Regions from separate parts of the Mus musculus genome. Here regions 1, 3 and 4 are each linked to region 2. A link is a contact called in public Hi-C and Micro-C data. All regions are on one chromosome and are shown on one strand. The core of a region is the stretch at or near the end of the contact, and the rest is flanking DNA. Distances in the headings are between cores, read along the strand shown. Region 1 holds the start of Dkk3 (dickkopf WNT signaling pathway inhibitor 3). Region 2 holds the start of Usp47 (ubiquitin specific peptidase 47). Region 3 holds the start of Mical2 (microtubule associated monooxygenase, calponin and LIM domain containing 2). Region 4 holds the start of Galnt18 (polypeptide N-acetylgalactosaminyltransferase 18).

What was found. Hi-C and Micro-C count contacts between places; a contact is called where the count stands out from the background.
Region 1: a contact with region 2 is called in a Hi-C map of nephron progenitors, with 2.5 times the contacts expected there. The contact joins the promoter of Dkk3 here to the promoter of Usp47 in region 2. A contact is called at or near these places in 7 of 39 promoter capture datasets (the 3T3-L1 cell line, 3T3-L1-derived adipocytes, the HPC-7 cell line and 3 more), 1 of 15 datasets of contacts at CTCF or cohesin (pro-B cells), 17 of 484 Hi-C or Micro-C datasets (the Ba/F3 cell line, CD8 T cells, the G1E-ER4 cell line and 11 more), 8 of 115 datasets of contacts at active chromatin or transcription factors (the 230-238 cell line, the HPC-7 cell line, the NIH/3T3 cell line and 5 more) and 1 of 9 other capture datasets (liver).
Region 3: a contact with region 2 is called in a Micro-C map of embryonic stem cells, with 2.7 times the contacts expected there. The contact joins the promoter of Mical2 here to the promoter of Usp47 in region 2. A contact is called at or near these places in 7 of 484 Hi-C or Micro-C datasets (CD4 T cells, cortical neurons, double positive thymocytes and 2 more), 3 of 115 datasets of contacts at active chromatin or transcription factors (effector CD8 T cells, memory CD8 T cells and pancreatic cancer cells) and 3 of 9 other capture datasets (adipose tissue, liver and pancreatic islet).
Region 4: a contact with region 2 is called in a Micro-C map of embryonic stem cells, with 2.7 times the contacts expected there. The contact joins the promoter of Galnt18 here to the promoter of Usp47 in region 2. A contact is called at or near these places in 4 of 39 promoter capture datasets (the 3T3-L1 cell line, 3T3-L1-derived adipocytes, epiblast stem cells and 1 more), 8 of 484 Hi-C or Micro-C datasets (the HL-1 cell line, cortical neurons, embryonic fibroblasts and 4 more) and 2 of 115 datasets of contacts at active chromatin or transcription factors (bone marrow-derived macrophages and cardiomyocytes).

Annotation. Positions count from the first base shown.
Region 1 is chr7:112,156,269-112,161,280 of GRCm38.p6, reverse strand. It overlaps Dkk3 (dickkopf WNT signaling pathway inhibitor 3), which reads left to right and starts at 2,150. Exons shown (of 8, transcript NM_015814.3): 1 at 2,150-2,315; 2 at 2,863-3,098. The coding sequence starts at 2,886.
Region 2 is chr7:112,021,389-112,026,672 of GRCm38.p6, reverse strand. Usp47 (ubiquitin specific peptidase 47) reads right to left here and starts at 3,167. Exons shown (of 29, transcript NM_001357952.1): 1 at 2,927-3,167. The coding sequence starts at 2,965. It also overlaps Gm3960.
Region 3 is chr7:112,222,704-112,227,826 of GRCm38.p6, reverse strand. It overlaps Mical2 (microtubule associated monooxygenase, calponin and LIM domain containing 2), which reads right to left and starts at 1,991. Exons shown (of 26, transcript NM_001193305.1): 1 at 1,806-1,991.
Region 4 is chr7:111,776,471-111,781,378 of GRCm38.p6, reverse strand. Galnt18 (polypeptide N-acetylgalactosaminyltransferase 18) reads left to right here and starts at 1,402. Exons shown (of 11, transcript NM_001360903.1): 1 at 1,402-2,066. The coding sequence starts at 1,832.

The sequences.
Region 1 (5,012 bases), core at 901-3,400, 140 kb before region 2:
TCTCTTTCTCTCTCTCTTTCCCCCCAGGTCAGCTTTCATCTCTGTTGGTGAGTGAACACTGATGCACAGTGACAGGCAGGACATCTAGAGCCTAAGTAGAAGGCTCCTTGCACAGGGTCAGCCATCTCCAGCAAGCTAACAAGCAACTGAGCAGGGCCTTCCAGACACCCAGGAGGGCAGAGCAAAGCATGCTGGGAGGGAGCTTTCCTTGGACTCTATGAGTCTCTACTTAGAGGCCTGCCAGTTGAGGAGTGGCTGGGTGTCCCATCTTGGCCAGAGGCAGGTCTACGTCACTGAGTGGTAGCCTGGCCTTTCTGAGTCTTCATTCCCATTCTCTGCCTACAGAACAGGACGGACATCTCGAATCAATGGCAAGCAGTTGCCTAGTAGGAAGAAGGCCTCAGGGATGCCTCCTCTCAGCGGCCACTGCTGTGGACTCAGGTGTATGGACATGACACAGCAGTCACCATCGCAGACACTTATTTTCTATGTTTTCCCAGGGAAATTGCTCATCTTCTGCTCCCAGACACCTCAGATACTTCCCAGCCGAAGTGTAGCAAAGGAGTATCGTGTTCAAAGGTAGTAGAAGCTCTGGAGGTGGCTTACTGGGTTCAAATCCCCATCTAACTCCTTGTTAGTTTGAGATCTTAAGGAAGGGTTCTTGTTTGAGACCAAAAGGCTTAAACCTTAAAAGGCTGCTGAGAATTCAATGAGTAAAACTTAATAAATAAATTAAATAAATAACTAATTAACTAACTAACTAACTAAATAAATAAATAAATAAATAAATGGATAATGCTTGTCACTATCCACGTCACCGTAGTGCTGTACCAGCAGCTATTGCTCTAACCACCCCACCCCACTTCGTTTCTCAGGGATCAGGTGTGTAGGCCTGGAGCCCTGCAGATACAACCAAGCTCCTGGTTCCTCGTGGGTGGCAGGGGAGGGGCTGGTGAAGAGACTCCAGTGAGTCTGTGACCTGTGCTAGCTACCCCAGAGGACAGATGAGGCATGTTCCAGTTTGGCTTTCTGTTGCTGTGATAAAGATCATGATTAAAAGCCACTCAGGGAGGAAAGGGTTCATTGCGTCTTACAGGTTTATACTCCAGCATCAAGGAAGCCAGGCCTGGAGCTCAGGACGTGAGGTAGAGCCAATGGAGGAAGGTCACTGTCTTTTGCTCTTCTGGCTTGCTCAGCCACTTTTCTTACACAGCCTTGGCTCAACTGCCTGTTGGTGGTATCACCCCTAGTGGCTGGGATCGCCTACATCAATTAGCAGTTAAGAAAATGCTGCAACGGACAGACCAAACCAATGGAGGCAGTTTCTCAGCTGAGGTGTTTTTTCCCCACGTGGCTCTAGTTTGTGTCAAGTTGACAAAAAATTAGCCAGCACAGGGAAGAAATGAGAAAAAGATCAGGAGATGCGGAGAGGGGGGAGGGGAGGGGAGGGGAGGGGAGGGGAGGGGAGGGGAGGGGAGAGAGAGATGTCAGGGAAACTGATGAGGAAGAATCAGGATAGATAAAGAAGTGGGAGAAGGGTTTTCGGAAACACTTTTTAAAAAAATTTTTAATTTAATTTAATTTTTTAGTACCCCTTTTCTAGGCACTGAAGAGATAACTGTCAATAGACCAGGTTGCTATCTCAGGTACACAGCCCATTTTCAAGCCCTGACCCCTCTTCATGAATCGTGCGTATTAAGTAGGAATTACATGTACAGCTGTAGCCTGCAGCATACATCAAGCTACGTTACAGACCATACTAGTTTGGCAGTACTGGGACTGTTGGTGTCCATCCTAGCTACTTTGCTATGTCGCCTGTCTAGGGACTTGCTGACATTCTGTTGACCCATTCTCATGGCCAAAAGTGGATTTTCCTGGCTGGGTACTGTCTAGACTACCTTGTAATGGCTGAGGGGCTGGGATTCCATCCCTTAGGACTGCGTCCAAGGCAGAGGCAGGCTTAGAGCTAGCAAGGTGAGACTCAAGAAGGCTGTAAAATGTAGTAGAAGCCTGGGCTATCGCGGAGGTAGGGGGCTGCCAGGAAGAGGATAGATTCCTGCAGACTGGCCCTCCCAGGATTTAGAGGCTGGAGTGAGCTGAGGTCGCAGACGGCCTGGAGAGCGATTGGCTGTGCGACCGCCCCTCCCGCCGGGCGGAGGCGTGGTGGACTGGGGGGGCGCAGGCTGCAGGCTTTCTGGATACAGGCGCTTTTGCATCCTAGCCGCACACAGTGCCTCTCCAGCTGCTCTGTGGCAGCCCAGCTACCGGTCGTGACCAGATCCAGCTTGCAGCTCAGCTTTGTTCATTCGAATTGGGTGAGCGGTGGTCATCGTCGTGGAGATAGCCCAGCTGGGTCTCCCTTAGTTAGAGATGGGGGGCTCCATGCATTTGCATCGCGATGGGAGGAGGATGAACTGGGAGGAGGGCTCTGCTGATCTCTGCTTGGGGCTAGGAGAGGCTTGAGCCTGTGTCAGGGTCCAAGAGATCCCAGTAATAGAATTGATGGGGAAATAGTAAAGGAAGGGACGGGACTCGAACCCGTAGTCCAGATAATGTCTCCTGATTCGGGCAAGTGGTCTGCTATTAAGAGTAGAAGACTTGAGTTCCTTGGTTCCGGAGCTGGGGTTTCCATAAGCGTGTCAAGTGGAGCTCTTCCTGGGTACTAGAACGGGGTTTGGGGGCTTAGAGTGCAGAGGGCACCCAGGCTGGAGAGGAGTAGTGGTCACCACTGTTTCCAGCAGGGATTGAGTCTGGGAGGGGGCTGGGTATCGCTCCATCTGGGGGCGGGCAGAGCAGCGGGGCGGGGCGGGACGGGCAAGAGGGGTGGTCCTGCAGTCTTTGATAGCTTTCCGGGACACACAGGCGGCGGCCAGCGCGGAACAAACATGCAGCGGCTCGGGGGTATTTTGCTGTGTACACTGCTGGCGGCGGCGGTCCCCACTGCTCCTGCTCCTTCCCCGACGGTCACTTGGACTCCGGCGGAGCCGGGCCCAGCTCTCAACTACCCTCAGGAGGAAGCTACGCTCAATGAGATGTTTCGAGAGGTGGAGGAGCTGATGGAAGACACTCAGCACAAACTGCGCAGTGCCGTGGAGGAGGTGGGTGCACCCTGAGGGCGCCTGGCTCTGAAAGTGCGAGAATGAGAAAGGGAGTGGGCCGGGGGCTTGGCGGGGGTGGGGTGGGGGGGATATTTCTAGCGATGGTTGCAGCACTGGCCAAAGACTTGGCTTTGTGCAGAGCTGGAAAAAAGGCCTGACAGCAGACGTGGAGTGCCCTGAGTGCAGCGCTGGGTGATTCTTACTCTCAGCCGGTTCTGTCTGCCTGCCGAAAGTCTGAATGCATCCCTGTCCAGCAAGGGAGGTTTGGTGGAATTCTTCCTAAGGAGCAGGAGCCACTGTGTCGCAGCTGGCTGTCCCCTGTTGGAGCTGAGCTGAGGTTGGGGCCACTCGGGTGTCTCAGCGCAATGGGTTTGCAGAGGCTGGGGCAGCTGCAGACAGCTTCAAGTTCCAACGTGTCCCTTGGGCATTGAGCCTGTACCATCTTCCCCAAGAAACAGTCAGGACGCTAGTCATGCGGAAAAGAATCTTGAGCTCTGCTGGCAATCTGTCTGGCTCCCTTAAATGTGTTGTGGGGCAGCGAAGGAGGACTAAAGTAAGTCCTAAGACCATGCCATAGTGAGTGGTCAGAAGGGAGGGCATGAGGGTGTTCACAGCAACCCTATTCACCTACACCCAGTGGGTTTTGGAGACCAAGGTTCAGATTCTCTGCCACTCAACAGTAGGTGGACCGTGGTCAATCATTTAGCAGCCCGACCTCAGTTTCCTGTGAGAATAGCCGAAGTCCCAAAAAGTTTGGCAGATGAGAGCCAAACTTTGGTTCCTCATCTTCCAGGGGCCAACACTTTGCATGGCACCCTGCTCTGTTTCCTAAAATGGCCTCCAACCATGTTGAAAGTGGCCTGAATCTTCTTGATCAGCATATTAGGCTAGCCGTCCTTGGCACCTAGTGAGATGGGGATTTGGATCTGAATGGAACTAGCTATTGCAGTGAACAGACAAGTGGGTTGGGTGTTTACCATCTCTATTGTGGTAACCACCTTAGGTAGTTCTAAATGTTGGCCACCGCCTGCTGGAATAGGTTGATTTCCCCTCAGCCTTTCGTCCTTTGGGTGTATTTTGCCTTCCATTCCCCAAGCCAGCCTGATGACTTTGCAGGGAACACTGGGTTGGGAGGCAGGGACACGAGCAGACCCCTGAATATCTACCAGCCAGGCCTGTAGGTTTTCTGAGCTTATGGAATGGTTTGTGTGTAACATAATTGAAGGAGGGCAGTCAGCCAGACCCCAGCAGCCCCCAACTCTGTAGCTGTAGATTGCACGGAGCTCCTGACCATTCTCGCTCAAGTCAGGGCTCCTGCTGTCCTTACCTGGGTTGTAGGACCCCCCCCCTCCCCCCCCCCCCCCCCCGTGCACATGGATTTCCAGGAACACTGACAACAGCACTTCCATGTTTTAGCTCACTGGGAAGTGCCCATCACAGTTGAGAAGGTTTATAGCAGGGCTCTCTGAGATCTGCGTCCAATGAGGACTGCTTGGTTTCTGTGGCCACAGTGCAGCTTAGGACCCCATCGGATCTTAGTGCCGCACTTTTCCCATGGAAATTTTTATCATGGCTCCACTGCTGCTCATCTGGATACATTTCTGCTTCAGTTGCGCAGATTGGCTGCAAACCAAAGACATTGATCGTCACATTTAACAAAGTCAGTGGCCTTTTCCCTAGATTGTCCTCATGGGCTGTGGCGATGGGAAAGGGGGCATTAGACAGTGGGGACCAACTGCCTTTCATTCAGTCCCAGCACTGCCATTAATTAGTGATGGGATTCAGGGTCCAGACTGGAGAAAATCTTTGACACACCTCTGGATCAAAGAGAAGATTCTAGAAAAGCAAATTACCTGGTCAAAAATTGGTATAAGAAAAGCAGGTAGATATAGACCAAGTGTCTTCCTCATGAGG
Region 2 (5,284 bases), core at 1,918-4,417:
AAGCTAGGAAAGGGCAGGCTATGGCCAGAAGCAAGTGTACTGCACTTTGAATACCAGGCTGCACACAGCCTACACAGCAGCCACTCAACACTGCTGCCACCACTGAAAACTGTGTCCTAACAATGAAATTCCCATGTCAACCATGCTCATGTATCACAGAAAGCTATTCTTTTTTTAGTTTTTTAAATCCAGCAATTTAAAAATCACTCCTAACTCAAACCAAAACAGGCTGGGAGCTGGGCAACAATTAGTTAATCTGTACACTAAGATGCCGCCTACAGCAGTTCTCCAAGGGACATTTGTCCTGGAGTTTTAGGACCAAAATAATCTTAACTTACTTAACAACTCTATGAATTCACACATAGAATCGAAAGCCACATCCATAAAGGTCAGACCTTCTCTGAAGCAAAACAAAGCTCTCTCGGGTTGTTAATATAGCTGGAATAGGCACAGGTAAGCTTCTAATTCTGCACTGTATTGTCACTTACTAAACAAGTACCCGGAGAAATAGAAACTATTCTTAGAGCTCCAAGGTAACATGGACTGAACGTAAGAGGATGAAAAGACCCGATGGAGGACCCAAGCTCTAGACCCCCACCTGTGAGTCCTTAATTTGAACAAGTCACTTTCAACCTGAGAGCTGTACTTCTCACTCCTGTGAGAAGTGAAGTGGTTTAAATTACACGATTTGCCCTCAGATTTAGCACTGTATAATTCAAATGCTATTTGATAACAAAGAAAATAAAACTCATTACTAAAAACACAAACAAGAGAAAGGCCATGTTTTAAAGTATCTAATGCTACTAACTAACTAAAGGAAGAGAAGGGGAGAAGCCCACATATTTGGTTTAAGAGATCACTAGCTTCCTTTTGGGATACAGCCCTGGTTAACTCAGAAGCAAATATGGAAGTAGAAGCAACCTGTGAATGAAGAATGAGTGAGGCTGACAAGTAAACAAACAAACAAACAAAACCACTATCTGGCTAGGTAAAGAAAAAGTCTGCATTTCAAGAGCACTTCGGTGTATATCCCAGGAAGCAGGAACTGTGGATAAAGTACTGAAAGCCAGGAACAGGAAATAAAGCATAACATCCAGAAGGAAAAAAAAGTTAGGTTCATCTGATAAGGGAGATCTCCTCAGATAATCGAGAGTTCAATCGTCCCGGAGGTGAAACTAGCATTGCAATATCAGTTTTTAAAACAACAGGTAAGTTTGTGCAAAGCAGGATATGTGCACATCTCTATCAGGACTTCTACAAACCGAGTCATTAATATAATATTATGCAGGGTTGTACTTGTTGTTCTATTTTCTAAATGTTGGAAATTAAGGGTTAATTTTGTTTCTTAAGATTGGAAACCAGCACCAAAGGAAATGAAGGTTAGCTTTCTCGTAAAACCTATTCCTTCCTTCCTTGTTACTTAGTACAAAGTTCAAAATGCCGGACTGGACCATAGGAGGACTCACATTCCCGACTTCCTAACTCTCAGTTGTTGAAACTGTTCCAGAGGCAAGATCTTTAGTTCGTGCTTATCTGCTGTACTGAGACTTAGAGATGTCTGACAGATAAAATACTGACACACACACAACTCAGCCTTAAACAGCAAACAGGCACTCCACTGAGTTTGATAGCACACACTTTTAATCCCAGCATCGGGGGAGACAGACAGGGAAACCTCTTAAGAATTTCCAGGCCAGCTTATCTACAAGTGAGTTCCAAGCCAGCCAAGTCTGTACTTCAAAGTCCACATAGTAAGATCCTACCTCAAAACGGCAAAACAAAACCCTAAAAATCAACTTATTATCCATCTAAGGAAAGATGGGAAATTTTAACTATTCAGGTACAAAATAAAGTCACTTTGCATTGTGCCAGGGGTTGTCTGTGTAGCAACAAATTGCTACAATTAAAAAACAAACAAACAAAACCTAAACATTTAGGAATCCGAAATGATCGTGTATAAATATCAAGATCCTACCATCCTAATTTCAACTTAACACTTGGCATCTATTTAAGGTATATGAGATATAAAAGTCCAAAGCATTAAGCCTGACGACCAGCAGTTAAAAATACATGTTTGAATATGCTGAGGATATTTATAAAGCCAACGGACTATTAATATGTCGAAATCCACTGGCCAGTGCAGGATTCTACCTTTAATCTTCTACTACTGACTGTTCAAGGGAAGCCAAGAAGTCCGGGAGTCTTATGTCACTCGCTTTTAAGAATTTAAGTCACCCAAGTTGGCAACACCAGAAAAAGACCAAAATTACACACAAAAACAACGTTTCGTCTCTCCATATGGTGAAATTAACTCGGCTATCTCTTACCCTCCCGTTCAAGCCCCACTTAACTACTTTTTCAACGATCCTGGGTAGGCCCCATTTAGGCTGGCCGATAGTACTACGAAGTAACAGGAGGGGGAATGGAGGCTGGGGGGAGGGGGGTGGGGAGACCGACAACTCTTTAACAGTTAAGTCTGCCCTCCCACAGATCTCAACTTAGGTGTCGATTTCACAAGCCCCGTAAGCTATACGCTGTCAAACCCCAGAAGCAGCACCGTCACCCCGTCCTGCCCACGGGCAACTGTTCCAGAATGTTTTCTTTGAAACGATCTCTCTTAACTCTCTCGGCTCGACGTGTGTGAAGTCTGGACTTCAAAGGCCACTTTCTCTCCGCAATACTCCCCCCCACCCCCGGGAGCAGAACCCAACTCCTCGGGTCCAGTCTTTGATGCGTTAGCCCCTCGCAGCCGGAGCTCTCCCTCGGCTACGTGGCCCCGGGAACCAGCGGTCTCCAACTGCCCGCCGCGCCCACCGTCCACCCGGCCCCACGCCTGCCCGGCCCTAGCCTTGCCTCCCGCTCGGGGCCTGCACGACTTCGAGCGGACCGCAGGCTTCGGGCCTAGTCTGGCCCGCCGGCCCCTCACCTCCTTCGGGACCAGTTGGTTCTCCTCGCCGGGCACCATCGCTCAGACTCCGACCGCTCGTCTCCGCCCTGCCTGCGGGGGCCTGGTGGAGGTGGCGGCGGCTGTGTCTCAGGAGAGAACGGCAGCGACAGTCATCCTCCCAGCCGCCTGCGCTCCAGCAACTGAGGAGGCCTCCGCTCAGGCCTTAGACACCAGCGCGCAGACACCGACCCAGGGCGCCGCCGCCGTCGCCGCTGCTGCCGCCGCCGCTGCCGCCGCCGCCGCCGCCCCTCCCCCGGCCCGCGGCAATCAATGGAAAAATGGCGGCCGCCGCTCTCGCGAGAATTCAACGCAGTGGGCGCGCGGCCCGGCGTCTGGCGCCTGGGGTATGCAGGCGGCCGTCGTGAGCTCGGGATCTTCTCACCTCTTGCTCAGCCCCGGGGTACGCCGCGCTACGCTGGTTGAGAGCCGGTGTAGGCGCTTTTCACTACGGGGAAGCCGGTCCTCCCATCCTCCGGCTCCCTCTGTCGGCCGAGGGAGGGACGAGGCCCCTGCGTCACGAACGAGCTCCAGTTCAAAGCCCCCCTTTCAGCCCTGCAGTCCCCAGACTCTTTCCTGGTCTCCAGCGACCCCGCTGCAGCCCCACTTGAGGAACCTTTGGCCTCGAGCTGGTAAACAACGCGCCTTGTAGAGAAATCGCCTTTCTGGCTTTCGCCCTCAAGGCTCTGGTCCTCGTCTGTCATGTTTTCGTGGCCGCCCCACTCTCCTTAGGGACCTCGGTGCCCATCAGCTAGCCCCTGGAGCCCCTTAAAGAGGGGTCACTACACTTAGAGGTGCTCCCCTGCACCCTTCTGGGTGGCTTGCTGTCATCCTCCTACAGGGCCAAGTCTGAGGGAGCCTTTTGAGAGCAGAGCTGTGGTGCGCTTCAACCTGTGCTGTCCTTTTGAATATGTTTTTTTTTGTAATCTCCCCAGACGGTAAATACCATGTGTTTGACCAAACAAATCTCCTATTAGTCATTTTCCTTCACCGCACTCCTTCCATTATGAAGACCCAGTGAGACGTCTTTCATGAAGACTTTTGGCAAACTAGTCCTCTTACAGCCTGCTGAGTTAATTCCATTGTGCCATGTACCCAGCATCCACAGCGCCAACTCCTTTACCTATGCTATTGGTTCGCCAAACTTGTTACTATTGAACACCCCACACCCAAGAAAAGCTCTCTATACAGTTATGTAAGATTTATTAGAATTCTGCTATTTGTGGCACTGTAAAACATCTACAAATTCTAAAAATTATAGCAAAGACAGACATTTAAAATAAACGAGATTTTAAGTAGTAATGGTATAAAAAAATCCATTAACCCTACTGAAAATATTTAGTGAACGCACTCTGATTGACTAGGTTTCATTAGTTTTTTAAAAGCTAATTCTTTGTGAAACACTTATTAAAATATCTGATTCAGTGTTCAGGTTATTTCTGTACTTGGCTTTAATAGCTGTCATAAGCTGAAAAAGGTAACCCACAAAGATTTTGATCCTAATGGAAGAAGTGCATTTTCAACTACTATTACTAATACAATGCTCATTTTTATCTGTTTCAGCTTCCAGCCATACAAAGGGTTTTGTTGAAATTCAGCTACTAATTTTCCATCTTTCCTAATGTCAACTAGAATTTTTATGTTTTAACAGGTGGGCTGCAGTGGTGAAGGACTTTCCAAGCATACAGAGCGTTCCGAATTCAATCCCTACCTCCTTCTCCCAGAACAGTCAAATACCTTCTCCCAAAACAATCAACAAAATAAAAACAAAAATCCAAGTAGACTAAAAATTCTTTAAATACACTACTCAGATTTCTGAAAAGGCCAAAAAAGTCTGTCTTCATGTTTAAGCATACATATGATGAGTTTGGGAAGAGTGTTTAATTTTTTTTATTTTTTATTTTGTGTGTATCAGAGTGTACATGAACCACAACCATGCAGCTCACAGATGTTGGAAGAGGCACCAGATGCTCTGGGATTGGTGTTATGGGCAGTTGTGAGTCACTTGGGTCCTCTGTAAGAGCAACAAGTGCTCTTAACTACTGAGCCATCTCTTCAGCCTTAATATGTAAATGTTTGAAACTTCATCATAGACTTTTAAGAAATACTGCATCAAGATTCTCTTGACTATTGAAATGTAAATTGTTCTAAAGGTGAATAACTCAACTTGCATATCCACGGTCCCCCTGGCTGGCACATCTTGGACAAAATCACAAAGTGGGAGTATGTCCAAATCTGTTTCACGCATGCCATTTCCATTTCCTAAGTGAGCTGGTTCTCTAGAAGCCTTGTTAGAAGTTAGGTGCCATTCTAGTTTTCCTTTTTTTCCTTCATGCTTAC
Region 3 (5,123 bases), core at 742-3,241, 200 kb before region 2:
GACTTGGGTTAGCCATGTTCAATCCAGGCTGGGTTGGCCCAACCAAGACCTCATCCAGGAAGGCAGAACCTCTACCATTCAGCAGTGGAGAGTGAGCAGAGTCAGGCCCATGCCTGGAAGGCAAACCCAGATAGAGATGAGGACGTGGTGGAGAGAAACCACTACCTTCCCATCACAGGATGGGAGGATCGGGGCTGTTCTCTGCAGCTCCTAGGAATGGGGCTGTTGAAACTGTAGGTTACCATCACCCAGCAAACAAAAGAAGCCAAAGCCTGCCCCACCCCACTGCAGAAAGAACAACCCTGAAGTTCCTAAGGGTCAAAATTATTTCAATGAATTCAGTTCAAGATCACTGGAAAAGCCAGGCCCACAGAGGTAAAGCCAATGGGAGGAGACTTTCCTCCAAGGCAGCATCACAGTCAGTCCCTCTCATCACAAAGAACTCAGCCAGAGCCCCTCTGCAGGGGACTACACAGTGAGGAGCAGCTCGCAGCGCATCCCGGCTTCCTGCGGTCCGGCCAAGCACCTTGTGCTTTGCGGTCCCCAGAATCTCTCAAAGGCCAGGGGCTCCAGACACATGCGCCCAGAGCTCCTTCCCACTGCCACAGGACAACTGGTGGGAAGCAGGCACAGAGTCAGGACTGCTTTCCGGATCCCTAAAACAGAGAGGACACAACACAAGCTTTTGGGGGAGAAACTACTGGGATCCAACCTGTGCCCTCTTCCTTGTGCCTGAAGAAGGCAGCACTGATCACCTTTGAAACCCCTGGGACATGAACAGGGGCTATCCTGGTGTCCCACGCTTTAGGTCCACTGCCCCCACCCCCACCCCTCGCGGAGATTGCTGGCACGCAGAGGACACAGGTACCTGAGAACTCAGGAGGCAAATGCGGAAGGCCAATTGACCTCCAGCTTTCTTCTCTCCGGGTCTATCCATAAGGGCTACTGACTTTATCCTCCCACTAAACCACCTAAGACATAGTGGACAGCGAAAGGCCTTGCAAACGAGAGCTCTTTCCGCTTTAGAAACCCAGGCCCAGAATAAACAATGTGGAAGGAGACAGGAGAGTACTCTGGTTTCAACACGCCTCTTCCCGGTCCAGTACAGGCCCTTCCCAGCTCCGCCGGTGAGGGTGAGGCTAAGACTGAGGCTGGCCTGGGATAAATTAACCCCGCCCTCTCCGAACAGCTGCAGCAGGCAGAGGCTGCAAGGGAGACCCCAGCCCAGGGCCAGCTAGCCACTGACAGAGCAGGACACGAGGGTAGGATGCTCCTGGGCAGGGACAAGCACAGGCTGTCAGGGGTCCCAAGCTAGAGGGAACAGCAGCGCAGGACCCTCGGAGCGTCGCCACCGGCCAAGCAACCAGCCCGAGTTCCAGCCCGCCGCTGGCCAGGCCACTGACATTTGGCCCAACTTCCTGTTATCAAGGAGGGAGGAGAAGAAAGGAAGCAGAAAAATATAATAATAAAATAAAAATAAGCAAGGCGCTCTGTTAGAGGATGGGAAAGGTACGGGAGCCTAGATCGCACAGAGCAAAGTTTGGGGACGTTCCCCTGAACGATGACAGGCGACCCTGCTGCTGAAGGGCGCCTACTATGCGCGTGTGTTGGGTTTTCTGAGGTTAGAATGACAGTTTTGATTGGTGAAGAGCCCACGGCGCACCCCGCAGGTGGGTCTGAGATCCCGGACGGAACTGCCGCACCTGACCCTCCGGGGCGTCCAGTAGGGCGCGGAGTCCAGCCGGGACTGGCACAGTCCCCACCCGCTCCCGCACACCCCGGAGCCTTCTCCCACTCCGTCTTACCCAAGGTCTCGCGGGCCTCCAGGCCTCAGGTCAACACCTGCCTTTCTTGTCCTCTGTCTGAGGGCGCAGAAATCCGGGACCCAGCGGGCCGCCTGCCGAGCCCGGAGCTAGCGAGGCGGCCCGGCGCAGGCTGAGCCGGCCGGGTGCCTGCGGTTCTGTGAGCCGCGGAGGATCCGATTGGGACACGCCTCCATCGAGGTTCGGCCAATGACAGGGCCTCCGAAGGCGAGGCTCCACCCCATGCTTGAGACGCGCGACCAATGGTCATGCAGCGCGGAACCCACCCCAGCGCCCTCCCAGTTAGTACCAGGCTGGGGGTTGCTGTCACCATTGCAGCTTCGGACGCACGTGGGCTGAAGCCCTGCCCTAGCCGCTCCCACCCTGGCCACAGGTCGAAGACCCAGCCCTGGGCTGCTATGAGACGAACACCCGGCCTTGGTGTTCTGGTGTCCAGGGAGAGGGGAAAGCTGGGCCTCCCGAAGCTTTGCCTAGGCAGCTGGAAAGACAGCCTCACTGTCCCTTCTGGACTGGAGGGAACAGCAAAGGACTTCTAGGACTGCCTGGCCTTCTTGGGCCCTCATTTCTTGCTTTTCTGCATGCAATCTTCCTTGCTTGGGTCTTCTCTTGAACTGGCCTTGCTTGGGCTAAAGCTGTGGGAAATGGGGTAGTGACACAGACCAATCGCACTGACTGGGTCGCTCGCACTTTCTCTTTCTTGGCTGTCGAATGGCTAACCCCTGTTTCTGATCGCTTTCATGAATGACCATGCCTCTCACAGTTTCAGCGAAAATTCTGAATGAATGGTTCGGGCTCGAAGTCCTGAGAAATTCATACGGACACTGCGACAGCAGTGAAAATAGGATTCAAGTGGACTGACTCACCCCTGGGGCCCGCAGCCCATCATTCAGCTTGGCCCAATGCAGAGTCCATAAATGTTCTTGAAACTGAGCTGACCCAGCGGGAGGAAAGCAGGCAGGCTTGGGCGGCGAAGGCAAACAGTACCATGACTCCAGGCTGCTGGAATTCCCCGGGTACCACCCTCTGGAGAGCATGCCCCTTGGCCAGGCAAGTGCAGGCAGCAATTCCTCCACCCCCAAACCTGGGGCCCGTCTTTTTCTATACTCTTTGCGTTTCCATCATCCAGGCCTTGGGGTTTCTCAGAGTTTGCCTCTCAGCGTCCTTAGGATTCACTCCACTTCTGTGGATGCGTTTTTATACCTGGTACTCAACCCCACTCAGTCTGCAAAACTCATCACTGACTCTAAGAGGGACAGTACTTGACTCTGGTGGGACTCTAACCATGTCACCACCAATCAATGAACACCTTCCATGCATCATCTCATTTAAACCCAGACCTAGAGATTGATCTTTTCAATATCCTCATCCCCTTTCACAGATGGGGGAACTGAGATCTGTAATACAGAGTCATTTACCAAGACCGTGTGCATATTAACGTGTCTGTATTTAAACGGGGAACTGATTCCAAGTCAACATACACAACCGTGAAGTGAGGCCTCTATAGCCATTCCTGGGCCTCCGAGAACCCTGGACTTGTAAGATCTCTAGAAGAACTGCCAATTGATCTGAGCACACTATAGAGCTCACATCTGGCTGCTGTCAGGGAAAGGCGACCTGAATGACCTGGCCCTGCCTTTTTAAGTTATTACTTAATTAGGAAATTGCATGACCTCTGTCCACAGCTTGGCTTCAGTGGGCAAGGCTCATAGCTACTTGGCTGAGCCCAGGCAGTGTGGAGATAGAGATGGAGGAGAAGCATTCATTCATTTAACCAGCTGTCACTCTGGAGCAGGTGCCCAGGTGACTGAATATAGGTGGCTGTGGGGGAGGCATAGTCCACGTTATTCTCTAGTCAGCCTCATGGTCTGACACAGCACAACATTCTGTCTTCAGATCAAAACAAGCCTGACGTGCTCAGGAGCACTGTGAGCCAACTAAGCAATGATAGCACTGCTCAGAACAGAGAGTTCTCCAGACAAGATTTCAGGGTGTACTCTAGGCTGGTCTCCATCACTGTGTACTCCACGATGACCTCAAATCTCAACAATTATCTGCCTCATCCTCCCAAATGTGGAGATTACGTGCATGTACCATAGGTCTGGGCTAGGACAGAAGTTCTGGCCGCTCAAAAGTAAGGTTTTACAATACTTCCCAGCATCCTTTGTACCTCTCTTGTGCCGTCCACCAAGTTTTTATCTCATGGAGCTCTTGCTAGGTAGGTGTGGTGGGCTGAGTTGTAACTCTGAAATAGAGCAAGCCTGGCCATTGAGGAGGCTGACTATGTAAAGGAATTATGTAAGGCTTGTGGCTTTTTGAAAGACTGGGGATAGGGGTGTCAAAACTCAAAACTCAGAGCTGTCAGTATAGGATGACCAGCTGGATCGGGGAGACATATAACTTTGCTTCAAAGAAAGCATTATATTGTGTTAGGGAGAAATAGGATGTGGCTCCTTTCTTAAGAGATGAATGAATGATGCAGCAGCCCCACTCTCTGCATTTAACATTAGTCACTTCCCCATCCTGCTTTTCTAGGATACAGCTTGAGGAGGTTGCCTGGGAGATACAGATGGCTACTTAGCATCAGAGGGAGGGAGAGAAGGAAGACCCAGATTCAGCCCTAAAAATATCCTCATCTCCAACCGAAACAGTAGCCTGCGCAATTCCAAAGCAGCCCCAGCCGGTGGCCCTGTCATTATCAGCATCCACCTGACCACTTCCAAGGATGCTGCAGAGAGAGACCAGGACTGCCTTCCCTAGTGCCAGCCTCCCAGTGTGCTAGAAACAAGGCTGGTGTGGAGCCTGGAGGCTGCCCCCAGGGACATTTTCCTCAGAGCACACTCTGGGGTCTTCCCCTTGCTTTCAAGTATTCCCTCAGCAGGGCTGACACAGAGAGTGTGTGGTTCCCAGGCTTTTTCTAGAGCTGACATCAAAGTGCCTTGGCTTTCAGGGGAAGAGGAAAGCTGGTCTCCACGGAGCACAGTGACCTTGTCAAGTGATGAAAAGATGCTGATGGGCCCAGGCTGCCTTGACAGCCAGCTATCTTTGGAGGACTTTCTAAGCCAGGAAGTGGGAGCAGAGGTGCCTCCCTCGGGCATACCCGCAGTGTGTGAGAAACAAGACCATGGCAACTTGTCCAAGCCTCTTATCATCCTGCAGGCTGCAGGCAGCAGCACTGGCCCTAGATACGAGTACCAGAATTCAAGGTCACCAGGGACCCATCAGACCCACCACACCATCAAGGAGACTTTTCTGACAATGTGGAGAAGAAGAGGAGACTGGCTGGGGGGGTTCCGGTCAGGA
Region 4 (4,908 bases), core at 153-2,652, 240 kb after region 2:
GAGGGTGGTGAGTAAATGCCTACACAAACCCCTCCCATGCCCCTGTTTCTAACCAAGGTTTTGGGGATCTTGAGTTGGAATCTGAGGGTATGTGGGGCAATCAGGCCCAGCAGCATTCCTTCTATCAGCCCCTGTGGCTGAATTGCTGATGGTAAAGAAAGACATTCAAGCAGAAAGCCAATGAGGTGGAACCAAGCCAGCTAGAGGACAAGCTCCTTCTTGCTGCCCACAGCCTTAGACTCTGTAGCTTCCAGTAGGGGAGAAGAGCTGAGAGTGGTCAATAGAAAAATCAAGGTTTGCTGAGCAGCCAGGTGGTGTTCTTGGACCCGGGAAGGGAGGAACTGCATCCTGGAATGATAACCACAGGAGCCTGGGCACCCACTGTGTGTCCTGTCCTAAGCCCTTTTGGTATATCCTCTCATTTAATACTTATAAGCAGGAAGGTATTGTTGATATTTGATAGATGGGGGAAATGTCTCTTATGGTGTTCTGACCCTTGCTCAAGCTCATGTAACTAACACATACAGGAGCATCAAACCCAGGAGCCTCTCTCTCTCTCTCTCTCTCTCTGTGTGTGTGTGTGTGTGTGTGTGTGTTTCTACATCCTCTCTCCAGAAAGGCTCTGTCGACCACTTGATAGCCATGAACACTGAATGTGTGGGAATTATACAAGTCATGGAGAATTGCATCCTCTTGTCCCAATACTGCGTATAAGGCTTCCTTAGACGTGGGGTGTAGTGATATCCATAAGCAGTAACGGCTCCCAGAGCATGAATTCGTCCAGGGAGCTGCATAGTGCATAGATGTGACCAACGATTGCAGAGACACCCTCACTATTCACTATGCCTCTCCTAGAGATTTCCGGAAGGCATTTGGTGACACCCGGGAGACCAACAGAGAGAGGCAGAGTAAAGGCTCAAGAAGCATAAGGTGTGGACATTATGAGGCCTAGCCACTTGTATGGTTTGAGTCTCCATTATCAAAAAGGAGATGGAGGCGAGGAGTCCGTTTTTTCAGGTGGAAAAGCAGAATGCCCTCAGTTGGGGAAGGTGAGGGTATAGGAGCATCTTGGTCCCCAAAGCTTGGGCTTCTTAGCGGGAGCGCGAGCGGGGAATTACTCTAGAGGTGGAATCTGCCGGCCTGGGCGGGGACTGGAGGTTCCTGATCTGCAGGCCCTAGGGTGGCCCGAGGGCGCGGGAGACTCAGCTGTGTCCGGACCGGAGCCTGCTGCCAGCAGGTGGGGCGCGGGGCGGGGCTCCGCCCCCTGGCCCCTCCTCGTTGGTCCGCAGCCGCCCAGTCCCGACCCTTTTCCAGAGCCAGAGCGCGATTGGTGGCGGCGCTTGTCGCTCGGAGGGGGCCGGGCCGCTCTGCTTCGCTCCTCTGGTCGCAGCCACAGCCGCGGTTCTCCTGAGCGGCGAGCGGAGGGCTGGTGGCATCTCCCAGGCAGCCAGCACTGGAGATGGAAAGCAACGCGGCTGGGCCCTGGCAGTGACAAAGTTTCCCAGCCCTGCAGGTCTCGTCTCGCCACTGCCGGCCACCCGTGACCGCCTAGGGAAAAGCTCGGGGATTTTGAATTTGCGGGGGAAAAGCCCAAAACAAAAATCTAGACCCACCTCGTTTTCTTTGTGGAGCTCTTTCTCAGGGTGGCCAGCGGCCGGAGCTGCAAAGTTGTGCGCCGCAGCTCACACTGCCAGGAGACCCGCCTTTGGAGAGACTTAGGTGCTGGCGCACCCAGAGACCCCAGACGTGCCAAGGGGGTTGAGCGCGGGGGAGTTTGGGGTGTACAGCGAGGAGGGGCCCCGGGTGCTCTATATGGAGGAAGGACCCCAGAATGGTGTGTACCAGGAAGACCAAAACTTTGGTGTCCACTTGCGTGATCCTAAGCGGCATGACCAACATCATATGCCTGCTGTACGTGGGCTGGGTCACCAACTACATCGCCAGCGTGTATGTGCGGGGGCAGGAGCCAGTGCCCGACAAGAAGCTGGAGGAAGATAAAGGGGACACCCTGAAAATTATCGAGCGGCTGGACCACTTGGAGAATGTCATCAAACAGCATATCCAAGGTACAGGCGTCCTGAGAAACTTGAGCCAGGCGCGAGGCCCGGGAGTGCCCAGTGTGTTCTGCTTGTGGGATGCGCTGGGGCCAATGCGTAGGAGACCAGCGATTGCAGGGAGGGCTATAGGTTGGCAGCTACGTGGTTGGAGGGATTGCAAGGACTGGTGTCCTGGATCTTTTGTGTCTGCCGCCCTGTGAGTCTTCCCTGTGTACGCGTGTGCACAGGTGGTGTGTGTGTGTGTGTGTGTGTGTGTGTGTGTGTGTGTGTGTGTGTGTCTGTGTGTGTGTGTGTGTAGCTTGCTGTCAGTATGGGGACGCGATGTGCACGTGTCCAAACGTGCGTATGATTCCAGGGTGCTCCTTTCCAGGATCGCAGGATCTCACACTAGTCCGGGAGTGTGTCTGACTGGATGTTTGTGCTTCCAAGAGAGAATGTGAGGGCAAAAGAGCTTATTTGCCGGGCTTGTAAGGGACAAGAGAAATGCCTTGTATGACTCTAACTGTGGGTTTTAAGGAGCAGCAAGCTTCAAGACAAATGCGGAGTAGAAAATTACATCGGCCCAGTATTGGCTCCAGCCTCAGTCAGTCTCAGTAGGACTGGGACTGCAGGGGGCATCTTAAGTAGAAAACTGTCCCCACCTAGAGCACACCTGCCTATCCAGGATCCTCCCCTAAGGAGCAGGTGTCAAACCCAAGAAGCAGCTTAGTCCACTGTGGTGGTGTTTCTTCTGTTTCGGATGGAGAAAACCCACGCTGGGCTGCGGCTTTACTTCAGAGCCTTCCGGGTTCTAGCAAGGCCAATCTGCCAGGACAGTTACCTCAGTTGCGGAAGCAGGAAGCAGCCACAGCAGAGCAGACAAACCCACAGGAGCTGGGTCTGAAATCCAAGGCTGCAGTGGGTGGGTGTCTCCAGACTGGGTCCAAAGAGACAGTAGGATATAGAGAAGTCTCCTGCTGTGACCCGGGCAGTGTGAGTATCAGAGGGAAGGGATGGAGCTCGGGGCTCCTAGAGTAAGGTGTGCTCACAGGTGATAGCAATCTGGATTCTCCCTGTCCACCCCAGGTGTCCCCTGCTTTCTTAGACAGGGAGGCTTCTGACCTATAGGGCCCAGCGAGTTTACCTGTAAACCTGGCAGGCCATCTGAGCTACAGGCTGCCTGCTCTGTTTACTCAGGACTACTCTGAATTGGTGTGCTTCCCACATGGCCAGATCGACTCCTTCCCTGGGGAGGTTCCGCTGAGGGCAGAAAGGTGACACAGACAAAGCAAGCACTTGACTTTGAGGGCCCCTAGAAGAGGGACCTTTGGAAGCTCTTACTTCAGACCCACCTCTGTCTCATCCCTGCATTGAGCCTGACAGACCAAACTGTGCCATAGTGCCTGTTGCTGCCATTCTTACTGGGTTTCTATCCCTGGGGTCAGACTCAACGTTAGTCAGCAAGAGAAGTGCACCCTTGATGTGATCTGGGAGATGGACTCAAGGCTGCACCTTGCTCAGACATCTCCAATGTACACACAGATTTTAAGAGATCTTCTGTCATGTATCCACTGTGTCTATGTGTTCAAAAGGATTCTCCCGTTCTTTTCTATCTAGTCAGGAAAGAAGCAAGCAAGGGACTGCTTCAGGAGTCATTTCGAGGATTTCATGAACTCAGGAGCTCAGCACTGAGCAGGCCCTCTCATGTTCAATGTGGGCCATGCCACATGACTTACAAGGCTCCACACAAAAACCATCGTGGAAGTTGGGGATAAAAGAGAACACTTGTAATTTTTCTACCAGGAAGACCTTAGCACTTCCGAATGCTGACCTGATCAACTGGAGGAGAGATGTTCTAAAAAAGAAAGAAAGAAGGAAGGACCCTCCTCAGACTGTGTTAGTCTAGTTGTACTTTGGACAGTAGGAAATTAATGAATTATGAGGACAGGGCCAAAGCCACTACCTGCAGAGGGTGAGGCAGTGACTTGGGAAAGGCTAGGCATGAAGCAGACAGATGGCAGAGGCTAGCTGGTTGCTTGTGCTTTAGTAGTGTTCTGATGAAGACAATGCCCTCCAGGGCTCCAGAACAGCCCCTGCACTTGGGTTTAGGGCTTAAATGTAAGAGACTTGTAAAGTCTGTGAGATCAGACCCTGCCCTTGAGGATGTGGGATGTTTCTGTAGATCTACTGTCTAAGTCTCTTGCATCGGGAGAGCCTTTTGAATAATCCATATTACATTGTGCAACTGAGGATGATAGGGCTGATAAGGAGAATAGCCAAGAACTGTGTGGCGCCTGTTAAGTGCCGTGCCCCACTCTCAGAACTTGGCGTAAGTTGACTTATCTTTAGTGCCTTGTGAGGTTGGTGGTTTTAACTCCATCCTACAGACGTGGACACAGATTTGGAGAGGTTGCTTGACCCCACTGGTCTAAGGTCACACTCTGCTACACCGTAGAACAGAGATTTAAACCCAGAGAGCTTCAGGGTCTCTGGTTTGTCTTGCTGTGAGACAAGATCTTACCGTAGCTGTGTAGGGTTGATTTTGAACTTGAGACCCTCTCACCTCCTCTGGCATTACAGATGGGTGCCACCACATCCAGGTTATTTTAAGTGTTTATTTTGGCTGTTAGTTCTGTAGGCTAGGAGGGGGTCAGTCTGTGTTCTTAAAGTGTATGATATACAGTCTGCTAAGAGGACCAGAGGCTCCCAGGGAAAGAGTGCCGTGTTGATATTAGTTGGCAGCTGTAGCATTGGCAGTATCCTAGTGAAAGGCATCTGAGGATGTTGGAGGGCTAGTGGGCTCAGAAGTGTTCCCACATGGAGATGCTTTCTACTGAGAGACTAGGGCCTATCTGGCTTTTGTTTGGTTTCC